Regions from separate parts of the Drosophila melanogaster genome. Here regions 1 and 2 are each linked to region 3. A link is a contact called in public Hi-C and HiChIP or PLAC-seq data. All regions are on one chromosome and are shown on one strand. Each heading gives the region's core, a stretch centred on a gene start, on an enhancer-like site or on the middle of the called end of the contact. The rest is flanking DNA. Distances are from core to core; before and after follow the strand shown. Region 1 holds the start of CG14635. Region 2 holds the start of Sec22 (Secretory 22). Region 3 holds the start of Lztr1 (Leucine zipper like transcription regulator 1).

Region 1 (4,131 bases), core at 956-3,455, 83 kb after region 3:
CTTCCGCGAATGAAGAAGCAGCGCCGAAAGTGGTAAAGGTCGAACTGCCGCCGCTGCCGCCACTGACCTTTGAACTCATCCGCAATCCATTGGCTGCCGACCAGGAGTGCGATGATAGCTTCGAAGGCTTCGTCGATGGTTATGATGATCCCAGGCTGCCGGAAACCATCATCTGATTCAAAAAAAGCTTGCCACTCACTGGCATTCCGCACTCCGCTTCATTTGGTTTAATTAAAACTCTTTTTGCCATAATCCAATTAAGACCAAAGGCAAAAACCAAATGACAACAAATGGCATAATGGCCAGACAACAAAACAGACGGCAAAAAATAGAAAAACTCGACAAACTCAAACAAAGCTCCGCACAAAGCAAAAAAAAAAAAACTGAACAAAACAAAATGCAAACAAACAATGCAATAAAATTCAATTACAACAAAATTTTAATTAACTTTTTGCAATCAAAACACAAACCAAATGAGGAGACAACTGGCATCCGAATTGAAAGCCAATAAAAATGGGCGTAATAACCTAACCAATCTACAGGTCATCGATGGACAGGAGAGGGTTAAACGAATCTGACAAAGGCTGTGTACGTTAGCTTCAAATGGGATAGGATTACTTGAGTGTATCATGTTATGTGTGCAAAAGTTTAAAAATGTATATGCACGCACATATGGTAAATGTTTGGATTCGATTGGGAGCACCAAAGAACCAGGCACAGTTTTCCAAACAATAGAAACTACTCGTAGTCGTGTGCCAACTATCGGATACCTTATAGTCTGTATTAAAGTTTGTTATTGACTTATTTACTCTACGAGTACTGATGGAAATGAGTATAAATATGAAAATATTGTTTGTAAACTGTTAAAATGTTTTATTTCGTTTTGTGGGGCGGTAGGTCGCATTACGTATACGACGCGCAGACCACAGAGTAATACGTTTCTAAAGCAAGTTTGCAGTTGCACTGTTTCATTGTTGACCTATCAATTGGGCTCTTCTTCCGGTCGTAGCATACAGTCAGTGTGAACTCGTTTCTTCCAAAGCAATTCCGAGTCGGATAAGACACAGCTACTGCAGCCCATCAAGATCTGCTTCCATGCTCCTTGCAGCATTGTCCACCCACCCTTTAAGACCTCCTATATATTCACATCTGTATCGCAATCGCGAGAAAGACAACTTTTAGTGCGACATTCGCTGGAAACTTTCAGCAGAGCGGCAAACGACACCTAAACCGACTAATGGGCAAAGTCACCTCCTTTGGCAGTAGTGGCTTCGGGGGTTTACTTCACCCATTGTGAGCCATTTGTTTGCTGGAATTGCATTCGTGGCTGCGAAATAACATTTTCCGTTTCCGTTCTTGTTGCGACTGCGTGCCACATTTGTAAAACTTGTGTGTTTAAGTCTGAAGTGTCTGAAGGAAAGTGGACCCCCTCCCCAACCCCCCTTGGCACACCACCAGCAATTAATGCCAAATGTTTTCTGCTTTAGGCCGCCGCTTCATTTCCTTCCAATTAAGTCGCCAATTGGCAGGCCAGAACGCCCCTGATTAAACAGGTGTACGGATGAGGACGGCCAAATCCGGTAAAACCTTCGCAATCTTTCACGCACGCAAGTCGAACCGAACTTTCTGCCTTTTCAGCTTTATGTTTAATCCAATGGTTTGGCCAAGTTTCGTCGCAGCGCCGAACACCAGCCAGCCATCGCATGCAAGTAAATTGTCCATATAGTCAAGTCAGGAAAATGTGTAAAATGTATTTATTGTGTTCGACTTTTAGCGGAATATGCGGGATCACATGTTTAATGTCAATGCCGAAATCCCAAACAATTTCCGCCTAGAACTGGTCGGGAATATTTCGAACTGAACCAGATGACCCGGCGTCTTGGAAAGATCTGCCAAAAATTCGATCGTAGCGCTCCAAGGCTTCGTAGGAGACCCGTGCTGACCGCAATGAGGGACGAAGGTAGCCCGTTGATGGAGATCCAGCTGAAGGAGGAGGAACTGGAAACGAATCGTGTCGCTGTGGCATAGAAAGATCGTTCCACTTGCGGGTCTGCTCCTGTTGGAGCTGCAGATCGGGCGCCTCATCGTCCAGGTCAGCGATATTCCGCCGATGGGTGGTGCTGGTGGAATCCGTGTCGGAATTTCCCTGGGCCCTGATACAGGCAAACAAGTCGCTTAAACTAGAGCACATATTTGTTGCTTCTGGGCGAGTTTGTCGGTGGTTCCACCCTATTTATAATCGTGCAGCTATGCAGCTGTTTTTGGCAAAGGGAATGGCTCAGCCAATTAGTACACTAAGTAGACTTAGTCATTACCAAGCGACCAAGCGAACAAATAAAAACACTTCCTAACAATGTTGGAAATTTTAGACGGTACTTGTACTTCACATTTGATTGGATATGCAGTTAGATTCTCCTTTGAGTAGAGGAGTACGAGTATACTCCTCAAACAGCTTAGCAAAGGTTAACTCAGACTGAAGAGATGTATGAAAGCTTACCATCAAGTCAAGCTGACGTTTCCTGCCACTTCCGCTCCGCCATTCATCATCGGTAGAGGAGGCTTCTTCATATTTCGCACAGCAATTTGACGTCCATCAATCAATGGGCTCCACACCCCCGTCCGCCCCCTTAACTGAGTGGCCACTTGAATGGCATAAAAAGCGGAAATTAATGCACTTAAGACATTCAAAATAGACGGCAGTCGATCTCTTGCGCGCTTCAAGTGGACCCCTTAGCGACGTTTAACCATCTTCCTCTACGCCCTTCCTCCCTTTGGACTCTTGGGTTCCGTAGGCCACTTTGGTGATTAATTGGACGGGAATTCCTCGAGGGCTATTTCCGCGGCCGGCTTTTCACCTTTCTTAAATGGCAATCCATTGAGTTCAGAACGCGCGAAGCAAGCGACCAAGGGCGAAATTAGCCCCGTTTTCCAAAATTATCGTAATACCAGGTGCAAAGAAGCAGATCCCAGCGACATGAATTGTATTAGCTAGAGAGCATTATTACTATTAGCTGCAAATTGTGTGTCATTTCCCATGATTGATTCATTGATGGATAGACCATCCTTTGGGTGGCTGGGTAGATGATTCCCAATGAAAAACCTCCCATGCTGAAAAACCCCAAAAGCATAAGGACCGCAAAATAACCATTTTTTAAGAGCTCAAACGGAATTCACCACACCGGAAAATACTGGGAACTTCTTCTTATCAGGGTTTGTGTCTGCACTAAGTTGAATAATTTGTTAGAGGGTGTATCAGATAAATGTTTACATCGGGTTGTAGAATCGAATTTGAAATTACACTGTAAATTTTTTTACAGATCCATTGAAAACTAAGAGGCTTAAGAATAATTTTTTGGAAGTATAACCAATTCCCAACTAATAAAGTTAATTAAGTATTCTGTGGCTTATGAAATAAAACCATGAAGAAACGTTGTGGTCAAATGCCCTGACTATCAGATACCTTTTACTTGGGCAATTTTCAGAATTAACACGCCTTCAGATATAGATGGCGCCACGTAATATTTTACATACAGATCTACAAAAGTATTTATATTTAATTAAGTATATTTTTTCAAACCTTTTACAATATTAGTTAGATTTTAATAGTTGTCGGAAGAAAAATTTAGATATATATAAAGGCAGGGGCAGGGGCACCCACCTGGTAAGAACTCCTGAAAATCTGACGAAACGATGTATAAATTACAAATATAAAAATGTAATTATATATAACAAACTAAAGCTGCAGAATAAGACATCAATATTATCCCACAATTGTTAATGCTTAGTCATGTTTAGATCCTGTTATTAAGGATATATGCGTGTTTTAACCAAGTCTCTTTCTTTCTACTTGCAGCTAACGGAGCTCGAACAGCGAGTCATTGAAGCGGAAGAACGCGCCGAGGAAGCCGAAGATAAGGTAAGCCATTAAATGACTCCCATCCCCCGCTTCTAATCCTTATCGCTTGGGTGGCAAAATTAAAACGATGGTTAGGGGATCCAGTCTATCCTGCACAGAGCCCCCACATTAGAGGACAGCTTAAAGGTGGAGGGTCCCCAGATTTTCATGACAATGATGTTCTATACAGGGATGGAGAAACTGTAGCTAAGGGGGGGTGTTCGTCGAGCAGGGGC
Region 2 (4,534 bases), core at 1,783-4,282, 120 kb after region 3:
AATGCAAAACACACCTATAAAAATGATATGTTTGAGTGTTATTGCTCTTCGATGCTTTTTAATGAATCTCAATTTGTAATTGTCCCTCCACGCGCAAAACTGCCTTCTGAATTTGTATAGATGTCGGAGCCAAGAACGAGAAAAATATAGTTATACAAAACGAAGCCAAAAAAAACAAAACAAGCGAACTATAGTAGCATTAGCAGAATCCAATTGAGAAAAGCAAATATTTTTTAAAGAATTTTGAGCCTAGTGCGGGCTATCAACCAAGCATACCCATCTATTGTATATCTAAATAGTTCCAGTTACGCCCCGACCCGCCCCGCCACGCCCGACTCGTATGGTTTTCGCATAAACTAAAACTTCGATTTTATAGACCGCGTAATTTATTTTCGATCCCACTCACCACCAGAGCTTCAGCAGAACCACAGCCTAGTACACGGAAGCCAGAGGAGGTTGCAAAATTCGGTAGATGATTGCTCTTCTCCCCAGTTAATTAATTATTGCAGACCATTTCACACATCCCCCCCCACAAAGCATATGCATTCATATGTAGTTATGTAGAGAGCGTATATATGTATTCGGATTCGATATTTCACAAAACTATACACACCAAATTACGATATAGCAGTGTATATGGCAACAGCGCATTTTTTTCCTAATTGTAAAGATTTGATATTACAAATTTATATGCGCTGAGACGCAACGAAAACGGACATTTAGCGGGACGATATGAGACCGAATGGGATCGGGATCGGATCAGATCGAGAAATTCATTGAGAAGAATCGTAATTCGAAGGCTTGCAAGTGGATATAAACTATAAAGGCGAATGTATCACATCACACTCAGTGAATCGAAAAATATATAAAGGGAAATTATCGATTAAAACTAAACCAAAAATCAGATGCAGTTTCTATCTTTCGGGCTTGGGTAGTGCATCGAACACAGTTTTGCCTTCTCTTTATTAAACAATATAAATTTATTTATTTGCCTTAATTTTACACATATAAATTGCCTAAAACTGTTATTGTTTATTTCCCTTTCTCTTCTTTTCTTTTCTTTCGGTTCGCTTGTTATCTTTTCTTTTTCTTTTGTTTTTTGCGGTGTTTTTGCAGCTTGTATCAAGCACTCCGCCGGATTCGGATTCGCTATGCAGCGATCCATCTACAATCTAGACATTTATACACACACACACGGATCGACGCTCATAATTTACAGATTTGGGTCGTAGTCAACCGACTTGGCTCAAAGGTCGTCTAAACTAAACCCGATTCGTAATCAAATATTTAGAAAACCTGCGCAACGGAAGCGCGAGGCGAAATGAAATGGGAGTTAATAATTAATGGAATCCCAGACCGTAAATAACGCAAAGGTAAGTTAATATTAGAAGTAAAACAATCCTCGGGAGCGATGCGTATGCTGGTAGGGGGTTTCGCTATTCACTTTTCGCTTGCCTATGATTCATAGATATGAATGAATATGGTGTGGTTGGTGGCGTGGAGTACAGGTGCACGCGTAATCTAAATGTCTTTTGGTCTTGCGTCCTTGACGCTTGACTCCAACAAAGAACGCGCCGCTCCGAGTGGCCATGGAACTGCTTGATATTACAGAACCCAGAAATACATGATGAACACTAGAAGTATCATGCCCAAGGCCATCGCCTTCACGTACATGGACTTTCGGTTGAGCAGCTTGGCGTCCTTCTTGTACTTCTGTGACATCATCGATAGGTTCTGGGTCTTGGTGTCGAGTTCTGGAAGGAAAAACGGGGTGAACGTCAGTTGAATCCCACAATCACGCGTAGATAGTCGCGTAGATAGTAGTAGTAGTAGTTACCCGCCAGCACTGTGCCACGTTGGAGCACGTCGTCAATGTTTTGCACCATGATGCGCTGCACATCCTGCAGCTGTGTGTTGATGTTGCTGATGTTGCGTCTGCGGTCCGTCAACTGTTTTTTCGCCTTCTGTATGTACACGTCAAACTCGATGAATGCGTATGGGCGAGTCACTGAGTTTACTCGCCGGCCGTAGTTAGCATGGAACTCCTGGGCCAGGTCCTCCAGGTAATTGAAGGCCAGTCGCTTTGAGTACATCTTGTCCACCATCACCAGGTAGCAGACGTCGTTCTCGATTAGGTAGCTGCAGGGAAAATGTGGAATATTTTAATTGGGGCGCCCATTGCATCTTCTGGCTTTCGCAAGCAGTGAGCGTTTAATTTAACTTCGTATCAAATTACATCTATACTCTTTGTTCCGAAACTAAATCAACTGTCACTGACTACCCGCGGAGCCGAGAAACCTTTGTACATGGTGTGATTTTAATGGTCTATGCCCTGGCAAAGGTGCCACGAATTGGGGCTACTCACTGGAATAGGTAGGGTCCGGTCTCGATACTGCATCGAGCCGGGGAGTGGGTACCCAGCTTGCGGAAGAGCATCTTAGCCTGGTTTTGGTAGTCCAGTATGCTGCGTCCGCTCTGAAAGTGAAAGCGACTTAGTTGCGGGAGCGGAACGGAATGCAACGTATTAGAAAGTGATGCACACGGGTACCTGCTCGTCATCCTGCATGGTCCCCACCAGAGGAAGGCCATCGATGACCCTGGCTATCATGGTCAGCAGCGCCATGGCTTCTGCTGTTCCTGGTTACGATTGCTCGCGGAACTACGGGGCTGCGTCTCAAGTCTTCTTGGCCACGGCTGCACTCTGCCGTCGCCTCCTTCCACTGGCTGCTACTTATTCCGATGTGGATCCGCTGCAGTCCAGTCACCAGTGTGTGAAGTTTGTGTCCGGTCGTCCTCTTCCACTTCTTGGATTTCACAACTCAGCCGATCGGTCGGTGCTTGCCGCAGTGCTCCTGCGATGCCCGGGACTTCCAAATGGACTCTGCCTCGAATCGGGAACGTTCGCTGCTACCATGAAAACTGTGTTGCAACGTCGCGGCGGGCGGGTGTCTGGGATTGGAGTGGATTGGAGGTTTCTGTGGATGTTTGTTGCAATGTAACCACGTCACCGGTATGTCCGTGTAAATATACCGAATGGTGCGAGGCATACCGAATACCGCAGAGTATCTCAGAGTACCGACCGCCAACGGTCACATTAACGGAAGTCCATTATACCATTCGTTTCTTCGTTTCTTTAAATGCACGATATGGAAATACGCTTTCAACTCGTTTTCAAGCCAGCATGCCCCTGAAAATGGCGCTTTCGAGTTTCCGGGCTTTCCCGCAAAGCTATTTTCCCAGGTCTACAGCTTTGACAGCTTGCGCTCTGCTGTAATGTGGAGTTTGCTTTTTGTATGCGTGTGTTGTACACAGGATGCGGATTAAGGATCCCCAGAAGTTCAATAGAAGTACAATACTTCGATTCACCCATGAACCTGGCGCCCAGATGCATTGTTCTATAGCTGTTTTGAGTCCCAATCCGACCAATTGGTCTTTGGTATTTTTATTTTTTATATTGGCAATCGAGTTGCGAATATATTATTTCAAATATTTAAATATAAATAAATATTTATTTAAATTATTAACCAACATAAATCGAAATCCCTGGCACGTCGCGCCGCTTTCGCAGACTCAAATCCGCTGGCGCAGATGCCGGAAGTGGGTTGGACCCCCCAAAAGTCGATGACCAAGCCCAACCGGTTCGCCCGCGAAGACCATCCTCTGCATGGACATCCACATCCATCCCCAGAAGGAAAAGTGGTTCGCCCGCGAAACCGGACTTGGACTTGAGGCAGGGACCCAACTATATGGACTACCTGTGGTACTTGGCGATGGAGCTGCGTGCGAATGTGCGTTTCAAGCGACCACCGGAAAAATCTTTGCACTGGGAAAATAATTCATATCGAATGCGACTTATTCATCTATGTATATTATGAATTGAAGCCCTGCAAGCGAATGCGAATAACCATTCCCATTTCTGCTCATACCGAAGAATGCTAAGATATACACAAGTTTGTGATCAAAGCGGGAAAGCTTATGACATTATTTAAAATGCTTGTACTGTGATCTTAAATCGAATGCATTTCAATTAACTCTGAGCCCATCGAGGACTGCGGTCAACCTATTTTCTCATCGTGTGATCGGATCACCCGCAGCGGAATGCGTGCGCTTCCGTTTTGCTCGGCTTGGCCTCCTTCCTCGTTCCGTTGAAAGCAGGTATGTATATATAAGCCACTGCTCCACCTAGAGGCTCCACAATACAAAGTCAGTCATGGCCGGGTCAGTTCGTGCGACGCTCCTGGGTCTCCTCATGCAGATCCTGTGCAATGGGCTGGCTGGTCAGCAGCTGCTCCTCACACGTCCCCAAAGGAGCCTGTTCGAGACTCCGCTGGGTCACGTAGAGCAAGTGGAACAAGTGCCCTCTTTAGGCTGGAATAGTGTTGGTAGTGGACTCGGAGTGGGCGAGTGGCCCTACAGCCCCGTTGGTCTCGGCCACATGAGCAAGGATGAGCTGCTGACCCTGCTGGAGGCCTGGAAGGAGGTCGAGGAGGAATCGGCCACAACAACGACTGCGTCGCCAGCGGATGCCAGCACA
Region 3 (4,409 bases), core at 1,048-3,547:
CCCAGGAGTCCACAGAGCCGGCTTTGAGTCCGGCGGACCTTCCCGCCCGCAGCCGGAAGGCCTTTCTGCGGCACATGATCGGCCAGCTGGCGGAGCCCGTGCAGAACCGCATACGGGCACTGCGGCACAATCAGCTGCAACAGGTACGCATTTCGGAGCAGTTCTTCCGGGAAGTCTACGAGCTGGAGCGACGTTTCTACGGCCAGAGCTGCGCGCTCTTCGATGCGAGGCGGGATATTTTGGAGGGTTCGGTGGAGCCACCGATCCAAACGGAGAAGACCTGGCCCGAGGACCCGCAGGATGCTCTGTACCTGGACTTCGGGAACAACGAGGAGCTGCGACAGCTGAGGCAAAAACTGGCTCCGGTTTCGCCGACTACGCTGGGTGTTCCACGCTTTTGGCTGACAGTTTTCCAGAACGTGCCCCTGCTCTCGGAGTTGGTCCAGGATCACGACGAGCCGCTTCTGGAGAGCCTAATGGATGTGCGCCTGGCTTACGACCAGGACAGCTACATGGTCATCTTTCAGTTTCGGCCCAATAGCTTCCTGCACGATTCCTCGCTGCTGCTCACGAAGCGCTACTTTCTGCAGCACTCGGCGGACCCGGAGTATCCCTTTCTGTTCGAAGGGCCCGAAATAGTTCGTTGCGAAGGCTGCCACATCCACTGGCGCGATGGCTCCAATCTCACTCTCCAAACGGTGGAAAGCAGGCGAAGGAACAGAGCACACCGAGTCACCAAGGTCATGCCTCGGGAGTCCTTCTTTCGCTTCTTTGCTCCGCCGCAGGCCTTGGACCTGTCGCTCGCGGATGAAAAGACCAAGCTGATCCTTGGCAACGATTTCGAAGTGGGCTTCCTGCTACGCACCCAAATCGTCCCGAAGGCGGTGCTCTTTTACACGGGCGACCTAGTTGACAGCCTGAGCGCGGCCTCTCCGGACAGTCGCTCCTTGTCCTCGGAGGCGGAACAGGAGCAGGTCTTGTGAGTGCGACGCGACTAGCTGTTTGCTAAACAAAATTTACAAGTGAATGTGGTAATGATTTCTTATTAAATTCTACAGTTCGGCCAAAGCCAGTTCATCACAAATAAGGTGAACCCCTTCCCCTCCTAGCGCTACTTAAAAATGCTGGTGTAGTACTCCTCCTCCAGGTCGTACAAGTCCATGGCCATTTCGTCCCTAAGTTTCATCAGCTTCTTGTCGCACTCGCTCTGTGTGTTCCTGAACAGCTGCGAATTGTTTGTGATGGCCTCGTTGACCGAGTGAAAGTCGTTGAGGATTAGGTACTGTTTTAGGTCGGCCACCAGCTTCATCAGAGACTCGCCGGCACGGACTATAAAGCGGAATGCATGAAGGAAATGGCTCGAATCTGGTTCCCAGGGAGTGGATTTACTCACCCATGTTGGCCGCGCGGACCTGCATTTCCAGGGCATCCTGTTCGCACTGCGTGGTCTTCGAAATCTGGCTGTGGCTCTCACGGCGCGCCAGCTTGAGTATTTCTGGAGGAGAACACGGTATTACAATCTATTGCTCGGAGCAACTGAGCCGCACTTACCTTCAAAATTCTCCAGCATGCTGCGAACGTCGTCCTTGAGGCGCGCATTATAGGACTTCAGAAGCGCCTCCTTCGACTGGGGCAAAATGGTTGTCCTGGATCCGCTGGCCATTGTCCTAATTCTACCTTAACTTAGTTCAACAATTTATTTTAGACAAACCCGCTTCTCGTCGTTTTTTATATGTACAGTGTGACCACGTATTTTCCGACCATAAATACCGTCCTAACTCACCGACGCCAACTTGACGCAAATTCATTTGACACACATTATATACCAAAGACATGCCGCCCGCCAACTGCAAAGCGTCACAAAAAGTTCAGTTTTCTGGTTAAGCGGTTGGTTAAAATCGTAATAATTGTGTTTGTGCTTAAATATCCTACGTTCGATGGCGTCTTTAAATGCAAGCCAACAAAATGAACTACGAAGTCAGCGACGAAATTCTCGTCGGCCGCTAATGCCACCAGAACGTGGTGAGTCTGCACACAATTTTAAAAATTTAAAAAGAATGGGCAAAGAGACACGCCTGCCCCACATTGAACCCATTTCAAGTGGGCGCCACGCGGCAATGCTAAGGAACATTTAGTTTTAAGTTAAATTCCAAGTTCTTTATTGGAAAAGTAAAGTTAACAGTTTCTACCGTTATAATGGTTCGGTTCAGTTAAATCTTCCGTGCGAGAGTGTATGTGTGTGAACTATAGCGAACAGTGTGAAATATACCAAATACCATGGCTATACTGTTGCGTTATCGATAGCCGATAACAGCTACGAGTTAAGCTGCGAATGTATACAATTGCATATAAAATCTGGAATTTGTGAAAACCGGAGCACGATTACCCACAACGAGGACGACGGAGGATCCTTCCGGCGTGTGATGAATTAATGCTAAAGTCGATCAGCGGAGGCGTTGGCGTGGCATCCACGGAACGAGGTGGTGGCGGAGGAGGCTGCGGAGGAGGTGGAGCAGGAGGAAGCGCCTCTGGGAGCAGGAGTACCAGCGGAAGCGGGCGCGCTAGCTGTGGGCTGGGCTCCAGTTCGATTTCCAGTGGATTGAGTGCGGTGTGCGGATTTGTGACCGGAGCTAGTGGCGGAGGTGGATTTGAGCGGGATCGCGACAGGGACAGAGGATTAGCCAACATCAGCGGTGGCAGCACTCCTGCCGGGATCCTTTATTGCCCCGCTTGTATGGCAGCTGCCAATCAGCAGAGTCCCAGCCAGAATTCGAGTCCGCACCACGAGAGTTTCTTCTTGCGCAGCTCCTTCAAGTCGAGCAAACGGAACAAGGCCAGGAAAAGCGCCTCCACCGCCGGCTGCTTAGACGCCCAGCACATACGGGCGAATCTCCGAATGTCCATGTCCAGTTCAATGAGAAGCTCTAGAGGGAATGGCGGTGGTGGAGCGGCCTCCTCCTCGCATCCTCCGGGCAGCAGCTGCAGCAGCGGACCAGGAGGATCGGGATGTAGTATGGCATATGACGCGGCAAGCAATGCCAGCAGTGGAAGTGGCAGTGGAAGCGGAAAGGCCACTTCCCCGGGTAGCTACAGCTGCAATGCCCTGAACGTGGACTTCACCTCCTACACGGCCACGCATCAGTGGACCAGGATGCTCGAATGCGCCGAGTTCGTGGGCGCCAAGTGAGTTGTGAAGCCATATAGATGAAAATATCTATATTCCCTATCCCTTTCTTCCCAATCAGGCGAAGCAAGCACACAGTGGTGGCCTACAAGGATGCGATGTTTGTATTCGGAGGTGACAACGGCAAGAACATGCTAAACGACCTGATTCGCTTCGGCGTTAAGGACAAGTCATGGGGCCGCGCATGTGCAACAGGAACTCCGCCTGCTCCGCGATACCACCACTCGGCGGTGGTGGCCGGCAGCTCTATGTTCATCTTTGGGGGTTACACCGGCGACATTCACTCCAACTCAAACTTGACCAACAAGAACGATCTGTTCGAATACAAGTTCCAGAGCGCCATGTGGGTGGAATGGAAGTTCTCCGGACGCCAGCCGGTTCCTCGATCCGCTCACGGAGCAGCCGTGTATGACAACAAAATGTGGATCTATGCGGGCTACGATGGCAATGCTCGGCTGAACGACATGTGGACGCTAAACCTCACCGGTGAAAATCAGTGGGAGGAGGTGGATCAGCTGGGCGATCGTCCGCCCACGTGCTGCAATTTCCCCGTGGCAGTGGCCAGGGACGCCATGTACGTCTTTTCGGGGCAGAGTGGCTTGCAGATAACGAACTCGCTCTTTGAGTTCCACTTCAAGACGCGAACTTGGCGACGCATTTCCAATGAGCCCGTCTTGCGAGGCGCTACCTCAGCTCCGCCCTCGCGACGATATGGCCACACGATGGTGCATCACGATCGGTTCCTGTATGTCTTCGGGGGATCGGCGGACTCAACGCTGCCCAACGATTTACACTGCTACGATCTAGACTCGCAGGTCTGGTCCGTCATCCAGCCTGAACAGAATTCGGATGTGCCTTCGGGTAGAGTGTTCCATGCCTCGGCAGTCATCTGCGATGCCATGTACATATTTGGCGGAACCGTGGACAATAGTGTGAGAAGGGGCGACACCTATCGCTTCCAGTTCTCGTCGTACCCGAAGTGCACGCTGCGCGATGACTTCGGAAAATTCTTCCAGGACAAACAGTTCTGCGACATTCAGTTTATTGTCGGAGCGGAGGAGATTCGCATACTAGCACACATCGCCTTTGTGGCGGCGCGCTCGAAGTATCTGAGGAACAAGATTTTGGCAGCCCGGGAGGCACGCCAGCAGCAGATGGAGAAGGTCTACGGGGTGGGCCAGGTAGATGCACTGGCTCTGAATGCGGGCGCGGGCGGGGACCGCGG

What was found. A called contact is a pair of places that touch in the nucleus more often than the background predicts. HiChIP or PLAC-seq counts read pairs in DNA pulled down with a chosen protein or histone mark.
Region 1: a contact with region 3 is called in a Hi-C map of the Kc167 cell line, with 4 times the contacts expected there. The contact joins the promoter of CG14635 here to the promoter of Lztr1 in region 3. A contact is called at or near these places in 15 of 107 Hi-C or Micro-C datasets (the Clone 8 cell line, the Kc167 cell line, the OSC cell line and 9 more).
Region 2: a contact with region 3 is called in an H3K27ac HiChIP or PLAC-seq map of the Kc167 cell line, with 6 times the contacts expected there. The contact joins the promoter of Sec22 here to the promoter of Lztr1 in region 3. A contact is called at or near these places in 59 of 107 Hi-C or Micro-C datasets (the D17-c3 cell line, the Kc167 cell line, the ML-DmBG3-c2 cell line and 19 more) and 3 of 6 datasets of contacts at active chromatin or transcription factors (the Kc167 cell line and the S2 cell line).

Annotation. Positions count from the first base shown.
Region 1 is chrX:842,897-847,027 of dm6, reverse strand. It overlaps CG14635, which reads right to left and starts at 2,205. Exons shown (of 1, transcript NM_130508.2): 1 at 1,731-2,205. The coding sequence starts at 2,191. The coding sequence ends at 1,832. It overlaps CG43867, which reads left to right. Exons shown (of 13, transcript NM_001272180.1): 4 at 3,854-3,916. It overlaps CG3713, which reads left to right. Exons shown (of 1, transcript NM_144244.3): 1 at 1-857. The coding sequence ends at 176.
Region 2 is chrX:804,574-809,107 of dm6, reverse strand. Sec22 (Secretory 22) reads right to left here and starts at 3,032. Exons shown (of 4, transcript NM_130507.3): 1 at 2,549-3,032; 2 at 2,366-2,475; 3 at 1,838-2,139; 4 at 908-1,754. The coding sequence starts at 2,623. The coding sequence ends at 1,606. It overlaps CG13358, which reads left to right and starts at 4,187. Exons shown (of 2, transcript NM_130506.3): 1 at 4,187-4,534. The coding sequence starts at 4,211. It overlaps CG43867, which reads left to right. Exons shown (of 13, transcript NM_001272180.1): 13 at 1-891.
Region 3 is chrX:925,470-929,878 of dm6, reverse strand. Lztr1 (Leucine zipper like transcription regulator 1) reads left to right here and starts at 2,297. Exons shown (of 6, transcript NM_130513.4): 1 at 2,297-3,183; 2 at 3,246-4,409. The coding sequence starts at 2,432. It overlaps CG43867, which reads left to right and starts at 1,904. Exons shown (of 13, transcript NM_001272180.1): 1 at 1,904-2,022. It overlaps MED22 (Mediator complex subunit 22), which reads right to left and starts at 1,740. Exons shown (of 3, transcript NM_130514.5): 1 at 1,552-1,740; 2 at 1,394-1,495; 3 at 1,019-1,329. The coding sequence starts at 1,663. The coding sequence ends at 1,112. CG3708 reads left to right here. Exons shown (of 1, transcript NM_130515.3): 1 at 1-1,081. The coding sequence ends at 983.